Regions from separate parts of the Ovis aries genome. Here region 2 is linked to region 1. Evidence: chromatin contacts called from public Hi-C data. All regions are on one chromosome and are shown on one strand. The core of a region is the stretch at or near the end of the contact, and the rest is flanking DNA. Distances in the headings are between cores, read along the strand shown.

What was found. Hi-C and Micro-C count contacts between places; a contact is called where the count stands out from the background.
Region 2: a contact with region 1 is called in a Hi-C map of liver, with 4 times the contacts expected there. The contact joins the enhancer-like site here to the promoter of PDS5B in region 1. A contact is called at or near these places in 8 of 16 Hi-C or Micro-C datasets (blood, hypothalamus, liver and 4 more).

What each region holds. Positions count from the first base shown.
Region 1 is chr10:28,787,786-28,792,954 of ARS-UI_Ramb_v3.0, forward strand. PDS5B (PDS5 cohesin associated factor B) reads right to left here and starts at 3,038. Exons shown (of 34, transcript XM_027973013.3): 1 at 2,893-3,038.
Region 2 is chr10:29,066,995-29,072,163 of ARS-UI_Ramb_v3.0, forward strand. It overlaps FRY (FRY microtubule binding protein), which reads right to left. Exons shown (of 64, transcript XM_042254804.2): 49 at 3,168-3,308; 50 at 1,069-1,248. Among named protein-coding and RNA genes, the nearest start is that of ZAR1L, 100 kb to the left of the region's middle. Within about 2 kb of position 1,972, at least 7 of the 54 cell types and tissues checked have an H3K27ac peak or open chromatin away from gene starts, as enhancers often do. A contact at or near this core is called in liver, where this site is marked.

The sequences.
Region 1 (5,169 bases), core at 1,788-4,287:
GATAAATCCATCGAAATACAATCTGAACTTAATTTCTCATGCATATGATGACTGGAGATCATCTAAGTTTCCTTATAGCTTGCTAACACTAACAAAGAAAATACAAATTTATTCTTTTTTAATACAAATTACACACAGTACTTGTCATCCAAGTTAAACCACCGTGAGCTCTCCTGTTAGTTCTAGGCACCCATGATTAAAAAAAAAAAAAAAGTAGCACTGAGAAAGACAGAGGACAATCCTAATTTTCAAGAAAAAGCAGCAGAAAGAACACAATCTCCCAAAATATTCCCCTCTGCACAAAGTTTTGCCCTCTTCACCGGAGCAAGCCCTAACTATTACAGAGGATCACTTTATTTTAGGCTTAACAAATTATTGACAAAGCCTGGTCCTCAAAATGTAACTCTCTGTAACAGAGATGAAAAATAATTTTAAAATAAATTAAAAATTTAAACTTTTAATCAACAGCCAATTCAGTAGAATTGCTTGTCAAATAACCTTAGTAAAAAAACATTCCACGACAATAGGAATCACTATCAACATCACATTACCTCTAATTCTTGGGGGGAGGAAAAAAAGGCATAACCAGACAAGAATGAAAGTGACAGCTGCTGTAAAAAATAAAGTTAATACAAACAGAATCAACCTCAACAAAAAAGGAGAAAATACGAAAGGGCAACAACAACAAAAAAGAAAGGGCACAAAAGTTATTTACGAAAAAATAAAAGGCAATACAAACACTAGGGCTTCCCTGGTGGCTCAAGTGATAAAGAATCTGCAAACACTAACTTGTCATTTAAAATACTTGTGTAAGTAAAACCCTGAGGATAGTTTTTTTAATGATCAGAAAAGGCCCCCCCCCAAAAAAAAACTACTCCAGTAATCAAAGAATGTCTAAAGTGCACTCTTTCACATACATTTGTAAATTTATTTTGAAACAATAATGCTCTATTTTAAGGGGATATTTTTTAGTTAAGTTTGTCAGAATAAATCTTCCTCAACATAGAAAGTACCATGTTGAAACTTTCATCTATAAATCACTATAAATTTTAACTAAGTTTTCTGCTATCACCAGACAATACCAAATTAATTGTTCCACAAACTGACCTGCATACATTTTATTGTCCCTAAAACTGCTAACATCTCTGACATACGGACAGCCTAAAGTAAGTGTCCTTTCTAGCCCCCTTTTTTTCACTTAATACCATTTTTATGTTTTTAACCATTTTATTTGACTACTACATATGTGAGTAGGATCCTCTGGAGAAGGATTTTCTTTTTCCAGTACTCTTGCCTGGAAAATCCCATGGGCAGAGGCTCCTAGAGTCCATGGGGTCGCAAAGAGTCGGACACGTCTGAGCGACTTCACTCACTCATACGTGAGTACGGAAAATGCTCTATCTTGAAACTTCACTTACATGTGTCGAGAACATGATTACACTGCCATTCAAATTTTAAATAATTATGATTTATTTACAGCTCGTCTCATATATAAACACACTTGAATTGTTAAAGGTTATTAGGAAGACAGCAGAAGACCCCAACTCACTCAAGACCGCAGACCCACCTTCTAAATTGAAGGCTACATCCAACGTTTCCGAAATGGTTTACTAAGCAGGGTTTATAGGGTGGTTCAGGACAGAACTGCCCATCCATCATTCCATAACAGAAGTGTGATAAGAGCATTCAAGGCACGTTCTCCAAAATGAGATAAAGGGTTCCCTTTTGGGGTTGGCTAAGATGCCTAAAACGTGTGTTAACTGGTTAGGGACCTGCTCTTCCAAACCCTACCCCGAGTTTACACCGGCCACAAATGGAACGCAGGAAGAGGTAACTCTGAAGACGAGGAGGTGCCGGGATTCAGGATTCAGATTCATTTGCCTCGAATAACTGGACCGCTGCTGAGCGCAGCTTTAACGCATATACCAAAAGGCAGCCAACAGCTAGAGAACCACACACCAAATCCTCCCGATCAGAAACTTTTCAGGTTGTCACCCAGACAAGAGACCGCACGAACGTCAACTCCTACAGCCGCACACGGCTGGCACGGGTCGTTCCGACTCGGAGGCTTCCTAAAGGAAACCCACCCCCGGGTGGGACTCCTTCTCAAACCGGGTCCTCGGGTGCCCCCTGCACCAGCTGCGGGAGGCGCGGCAAGCGCGCTTTATACCTCCAGACGCCGGCAAGTAACTGTACGAAAATGTCACTCGGTCGGCCCACGGTCGCCGCCCGGAGCAGAGGAGCTGCGCGGCGCGGGGGACCCAGCGGCGGGGTAGAGGGCGCCGAGGCCGGCACAGCGCTCGGGGTCCAGCCGGGACCCGCGCTCCCCGCCCCTCTCCCGGAAGGGGGGGATGGAAAACCCGCCCGCCCGAGGAGGATTCAACAGGAGCGCCGCGCCGCCCGCCTGCCGCCCGGGAAACAGCCGCCCGCCCGCCGGCCGGCCGGCCGGGCGCGGGGGGGAGGGGAGGGGAGGCGGCGGGGCGCGGGCTGCCGGCGCGGACCCCCGGCCGCGCGCAAGGTCACCGCCCCGCCGCCCTCGCCGCCGCGGGCGCCCCGGCCCGGCCAGGGCGGCAAGTTTAATTTCCAGTCGGCGGCGGCTGGAGCCCGCGGCGTGGAGGGAGCGCGCCCGCCCCGGGGCCCTCCCCACCCCCACCGGGCAGCCCCGGCCCACGCCCCCGGCCCGCGCCCCGCTCCTCCCGGCGCCGCCGCCGCCGCCGCCGCGCAGCCGGCGGCTGCAGCCCCCGATGCCGAGAGGCGAGTCGCGGCTGCCAGGCGGGCGCCGCTTTGAGCCCCGCCAAGACACAGCCGCGGCGGCGGGCGCTGAAAAAAATGGAGCGCGGCGACCGGAGAACAGAGAGGTTTTCTCTCCCCGTTAACTGAATTGTTTCCTACCTCCGGGTGCCCGACTCGCTACTCCTCTCACTCCGCCGCTCTCCGGGATCCGCCGCCGCCGCCGCCGCATCCAATCGCCTCCTCCCCCCCTCCCCTTCCGCAGCCAGCCCGGCCGTTCCTCCTCCTCTCCGCTTCAAAATGGCGCCAAGCGCTCTTCGGCGGCTGCTCCAATCGAACCGCCGCGGACAGCACCCGGGGGCAGGCAGAGCGCCGCGTTGGTGCGCAGCGCCCCCTACCGACCGGACGGCCCCACGCGCGCGCGCGCGCCCGCCGGCCCGCCCGTCTCCCTTGCGCCCCGCCCCGCCCGGAGCGCGTCCCCGCCGCCGCTCCGCCCCGCCCAGCTCGTCGCGCGCGCACGCAGCCACACGGGCACGCCGCCGCTGCAAGACCCGCAACTGTCAATGCTTTCTCGGCCTCTTAAGGCTTTCTTGACTTTTCCCGAAAACCACACAAATTGTTATATATTTCTAGCTTTATGGATAAAAGTTGGAAATTTTTCAAAACAGTGAAATTCAGTACGAATGTTGTGTTAAGTAAATAAAATTGGTGTTGACTACTTTGCTCCTTTACGTTTGAGATGACGTAGTCATCTCAAAATGTCATAAAATAGCTTTTTTCTCCACTATGTATGTTATGTCTTTAATTAACCCCACAGCTTCCCCATTTTCAGGTATTGTTTAGGAAGCGGGAGGATGGAGGAACATAGTAATTACATCTGTAACAAAGCACTCCATTCATTCGTCCTATGACAATTGTTATTGGAGAAATAATCTGAAGATCACCGGACGCCTTCCAGAAGCTGGGTTTCTAACCCCCTTCACCTCCAGAAGGTGCCGTTCCTCCCACCTTCAGCTGTAAGGTGGTATGTTAAAGTTGATCTGTCGATTACTATTAGGATGGAGAGAGGAAAAAATAACTTTAAAGGCCTCAATGAAGCATAATTGCTAACGAAACTGTTTTATGGAACAGCCAATCGATTAAAGAAATTAGTAATATAAACTTTCATTTAAAGCAATGCTTTGGGAAAATTTGAAAAGTTGGTGTTAAAAGAAAAATAAATTTCTGTGGTAAGGGCTTTTAAAAAAAAACAACCAAATATGGCAGCAGGGTATAAATGGGAAATCTCTGTGCCTTCCTCTCAATATGCTGTACACTTACAGCTAATCTAATAAAAATAGAGTCCAAAAAATAACCAAGTTATAATTTATCAGGAGCAATATAAATGAAAGCGGCATCTGTTGGCCCATGCTTCCATCAGCTTTCCACTAACATTCCACTAAAAGATTATTTTCCTTTCCGTAGGGATTGGCAGATAAAAGAGACAAGGAGGAGAAAGGCAGTGTGATTTCCACACAGGGAGAAGAGCTAGAAGGGAAAGGATGCCACAAAGGGAAATAAGGTTAAGTGTTCCAAGATGACTTTGCCTACAATACAGCTCAATGCCAAAGCCACCAAACGTAAGCCAAGTCAGTTTCCTGCTGACTTTCTTTTTAAACACTGTCTTAGAGGTCTCATCTTGTTAAGCTCATTTGGTTAAGTCTTGAAGCATCTTTTACCTACCTAGTAACCAATGGTACTCCTGATCTCTGATACAGACATTATACTGGAAGTCTTAACTTCTTTTATTCTGAAGAAATCTCTGGGATCTTTGGGAATATATGTATATATGTGTTATCTACAGACTTGTAGAGTCTTCCAGATTTCCTTGGAGTTAAGTAGCATAGGTCACCATTATAATTGAGGTTCTGAGCTGCTGACTGAGAATTCCTGAATGCACTGAGCAGAACAGTCAAAGCAAAAACTGTTCACTCCTATCCAAGGTTAGCACTCAGCAGTGTGTGAAATCAATGGGCCTGATCCTGGTTAATGAGAGCAAACGGCACTAATTTACACTGTAAATCCACACTGTCCAAAAGAAACATGATATGAACCATGTATGTAATGTGAAATGTTTTCATGTTAAAGTGAAAAAAAGCAGTGAAATTAATTTTAATATTTTATATAACAGTATATCCAAAATATTGTCATTTGCATAATCAACATAAAATTTTGTTATTAATATACAATCACAGATAATTTACATTCTCTTGTTCATCTTGTGAATTTTACACTAAAAGCACATTTCAGTTTGTACTAGCTATGTTTCAAGTGCTCAGTAAGTACATGTGGTGGGTTTTCCTGGTGGTCCAGTGGTTAGGAATCTGCCTTGCAATGCAAGAGACACGGATTCCATCCCTGATGTGGGACGATCCCACATGCCACACACCCCCTCACCCC
Region 2 (5,169 bases), core at 722-3,221, 280 kb after region 1:
ATATAAATATCACAACAGTAGCAATAAACAGTGTCTCATCCTGAGTGTTGAATGGTCAATGAGACGAATGAAAAAACCCAGTCTGGCTACAACTGAGCCAGTAAGTTGCATGTCAGCAGACCTAGTTTATTTCTTTAGTGAACTGATGGATTCAGCCATGCTGAAGAATATGTATGAAGTACGTTCATGCATTAGACACTGTACAGACCGTAATTACAAAGCGGACAGACCACGGTTTCTGCTTTAGGGGCTTATCGGTCATGGGGTAAGAGAGACAGGAAAGCAAATGTATTTTTATATCTTAGACTAACACACTTAAGTGCAGGTTTCCAAAAGTTTGTTCATGGACCAGCAGGTAAATCGGACTATTTCGTGTCCTCTTTTCTTCCTGACTCCTTAGTTCGGTTCATATGTCTCTTCTCTCCACATTCCCTTCTTTCTTAAGCTAAGAATTTAAATAGTGGTATTGTAAAAAGCATTGTGGGAGACTTCGCTGATGGTCCAGTTTTTAGAACTCCATGTGCCCACTGCAGGGGCCGTGGGTTTGATCCCTGGTTGGGCAACTAACATCCTGAATGCCATGTGACCCCACCCAAAAAATTGGAACTTAATAAAAATGAAAATACAACATATCAACTTAAAAAAATTATTAAAGAAAAAAAGCAGTGTGGCTTGGGGGAATGACCATAAGGGCAGATTCCATAAATCTCGGTCATTCACTGGTTTGGCTACAGTTCAGGAAACAAGGTTGCAGATACCAGACAGGACGTGGCAGCAGTCAGATAAAGAATGAGTGAAGGTCATGGTTTAAAATGTTTAAGATCATTCCATTTAAAAATTGTCTTTTCTGTGGAATCGTTTTTATATAACTGAGGCTAGCTTCTATTTTTAAAAGCTGCCAAGTGAGAGCCCCTGTGAATGTGTTCTTAAAAAGAGAATAAACAGAACCTCATTAGGCCTTAGAAGCTTTCATTTGACATAAATGTAAGCCTCCCCTTCTCTAGGCGGCTAGTTTTGAACTTTGCCACTGTGTATTCATGCTAAAGTTTATGGAAACAGTTAACATACCTCTGAAATATCAAAGTGGAAGTCTAGGGTTTTTCCAGGTAATTCCTTGGATGAGCTCGTCCACACTCGATGTATTTCTATCTTTGAGAGGTCACTGTGTTGGTAGGAAGGCAAAACTAGGCTGGCAGATCGAGAAACCACCAGCTTCAAAATATTCAAAGCTTCTCTCCAGTGAATGCTCTGAAGGAAATGAAACAGTCAGTCAATACTTAAAAAATTATTTCATTAAAAAAAACTAACATGCTCCTAGCTACTAACACTCCTCATGACCTGTCAGAACTCACTAATTTAAAACAGTACAGGAAATTCTTTAGTAAGTAAAAGGCAAATGACATAAAAAAGATAATTTATCTGTAAGAGGAGCTACATTTAGGAAATAAGCAAATAAAAAAACCCAGTTTTGTCCACATTTAAATAAACAGAAGGCTAAAATAACAAGGTACCGCTTTTGCTAATGAGGTACTTCCTTAATTTGAAAAGCAAAATAAAACAAAAAATCTCCACCCTTCATTGCAGATATGCTACTGTCTCCTCACTCCTCAAGATTCTCCCTGCCTCCAGTTTCCACCCACGCTCCCTGCTTCTCTGGCTCTTTCTGTTCCATTTGCTTCCTGGGCATCTGACCTCTGCCCTCAGCCTTCTCATGACCTAACCCGGGAGTCTGGGAACCATTCTTCACCCCCTCTTCCCTCCCTCCTGAGAATCTGACCCCTACCCCTGCCCACCTCCATTCCTGTTGGCACGGACTCAGCTGAATCCTCCCTGGACTATTTCAGTGGTTTCTTAACTGGTTTCCCCACTTGCAGCCTCTCCTTGGGTCCATCAAACCCATTCCAGCTACAGTGATCTTTCCAGAATCTTCAGCTCAAGCCACTTCCCTGCTTAAACATCTTCAGGAGCTCCCCCTGGTGGACAAGGAGGAGTCCACACTCTTTGAGCAAGCCCTACATGGGTAATCTGCCCTGGAATTCGCCAGAGCGGCCGATGTCACTAACCTCTGCGCTTTTCCTCATGCTATTCGCTCATCCTGGAATGCCCTTCCTCTCCTTGCTTATCAAAGTCCTACTCTTCTCTAAGTCTCACTGTGTTTCACCATCTTTGTGTCTCTGACGACTCCCAGGCAGACCGAGACACTTCTCCCATAAAACTACTGCACACGGATAATCAGCCTGATAAACGTTATTATTTGCCTAGGACTTGGAATAAAGCACATGAAGTAAAACGCATTCCCTTCATTGTCAAATTCTGCACAAGGGAGGTCATGGTTTGATATGAAATTAGCCACCATTCAAGATAAGATCTCAAGAACCAGGGATGATCCACAGGACTAAGAACAGGTAGTCTAACAAAACAATTTTTTTTTTTAACAAGGGGCAAGATGTGAACTGACCCTCTGTCTCTCGTGAGTGTCAAGTGAGAAAGCAATAACGAACACCTACCACATGGTACAACTGTTATTGGAGCAATGCCACGTGGAGAAAAAAAAAGCTTGAAAATCATTTTTAGCATTTGCAAATTCTGCAAGTAACGTGACTGGTGAAGTGAAGATTGGGAAAAAATGTTTAAGATTGTCAGGCTTAGTCAATGAGTTTAACCAGAGAAAACCGAGCATTTGTCCTTGAACTCTGAAACTCACCAAGTACACAGTATGTTTTGTTTTTTGGAGTATTTTCAAGTATAAGTATGCCGATTTCTTAGCCTTAGTTCCTTCGACCCTAAGTGACAATTTTCACCTCTGAATTAACCCTTCTCATCTAAAACACCTGATCTAGAACCAGGCACACACAAGTTGCTTCTTCCTTCTCCTTTGAAATAGAACCCTCAAACAAGACCCTGCCCCTGCCCCCCAAGCCGGGACATGCTTTCAGAGACGTGTCCTCTGAAGGCTCAGGAACGCACTGCGGCCTGGTCCTGTCTTTCTCCTCAGGAAGCCACTCAGGGTGGTGGTCAGCCACCATCTTGGCCGCTCTCAGTGTGTTATGGACATCGATAAATGAACACGTAGCCTGGCACCCATATAACTGTGGCCAAGTACAAGCTCCGTGCAAAAGCTGTCTTTCTGGAATGACTGTCTGGAAACATCCTGGTTCAATACTCACTTGCACGTATTTTTCAATGGTCTTCAGAACTTCCACGTTGAACTGCTTTACAGGAACGACAGAAAGGTCCATGTAGCTGAGCAGGCTGTAGATCACCTGCAGGAGGGGCTGCTGCATGCTGGGGAGGCCCTTCTCCAGAAGCTGTGGGGGCAACGCGCAGGGTGAGTCATCTGACACCAGATTTCCACACAGAAGCACCAAGGCCTCCTAGTACCTTTATGACTGCACATTTCCTTAGAAGGGAAAAGAAAATCCTAACTACTGAAGAGGTGGAGATGTTATCAAAGGCAATGCTGTAGGTCTGATATATAAACATAATATTCAGGGATTTCCCGGTGGTCCTGTGGTTAAGACTCTGTGCTTCCCCAGCAAGGGGCACAGGGTGTGATTCCTGCTCGAGAAACTAAGATCCCACAATGCCATGCAGCACAGCCTAATAAATAAGTAAATAAAAGCTCTTTTAAAAAGAAAAATGCTTATAAAAATTTTTTTAAAGACCTAAAAAAATTCACACAATGGAATACAAAATAAACCTCAAAAGGAAAGCATCAAACACCAACAGTGACTGAAAATTACAAATGAAAACAAAAGAGATACATTTATAAGTTATCAAATTGATGACAGAACCAGGGAGGATATAGGAAAGGGTAGAAATCATTGGTGGAAATGTTAACTTGGATAATCTGGCAATTGAGATCAAGATAACTAAAAGGGTTCATATCTTTTGAAATAATAATTACATTTTTAGGAACTTTTCCAAACCTAGAGACAGATACTAAGATTTAAGTATGAGATTTCACCAAGGCATTAGTTATAATGGTTAAAAAAAGAGAAAAATCCCACACAAAACAAGAAAGCTCTGTGAGCAATTTAAAAATCAAACACTAGGGACACGGATACATAAATTATGGTAATCCATATGATGAAATACTATGTATTCAATAGAATGTTTTTAAAGACAGTAAAAGATATTAGCTATATTAAGTGAAATAATAAAGAAGGAATATATAGTTTCTATATAATAAATGATGCTAACACTGATGTAAATGGGTGTGTGTTAGACAAATAACACAGTAAGGACACCCAACAAAATCTTACTAGTGTTTCTCTCTGGATAATTTAAATTATTTTGGATGATTTTTCTTTCTTTCTTTCTTTTTTTTTTTTTTACTGTTCTGTACCTTCTGAATTTTCTGCTACAAACACATACTGCTTTTATAATCAAGAAAGAAGTCAATGATATTTTCAAAAAGGAAAGGAAAATAATAAGCAAATTGCTGTAACAGACATAATGAAAAAAGTTACTGTTCAAAACTAAAAGATAATAGAAGTGATTCAGAGAAATGCTGAGATTCCACATCGAAAGTGGCCAAAAGGACTGATCCGTTAACAAATCTATTGTGTGGAAAAATGAGCATCTTCAAAAATATATGCTTTGTTAATGAGTTCAGAGCATACAACCATTAAACATAGTTAAGTCCTTAAATAAGATTGAACACCAGAATAATTTGAAGAAAATCTTCCTGTCTCTGGCATGTGCTGACAGGTACCAGGGTAGTAAAAAGGAGTTTACGCTTTGGAGGCAGCTATATATCATTTCAAAGGCTGCTGTGACACCTTACACTTGTAGATTACTAAACCCGCTGATTCTCAGGTTCTCTGTTGTAATCACTGAGTTATTGTGAGCATCAGTTGTTTTAACTGATTCTATACAGCATCTATGATAATACATAGTAAGTGAATACATGATGAATAAATGAGGTTAAGGCTCTTATCAGTTTCACATACATAGTTTACCCATGGTGGTGGTGATGGCTTAGTCACTAAGTTTTGTCTGATTCTGGTCAGCCTGCCAGGTTCCTCTGTCCACTGGATTTTTCAGGCAATAATATTGGAGTGGATTGCCATTTCCTTCTCCAGGGGATCATCCCGACCCAGGAATAGAAGCTGGGTCTCCTGCATTGCAGGCAGATTCTCTACCAACTGAGCTATGAGGGAAGCC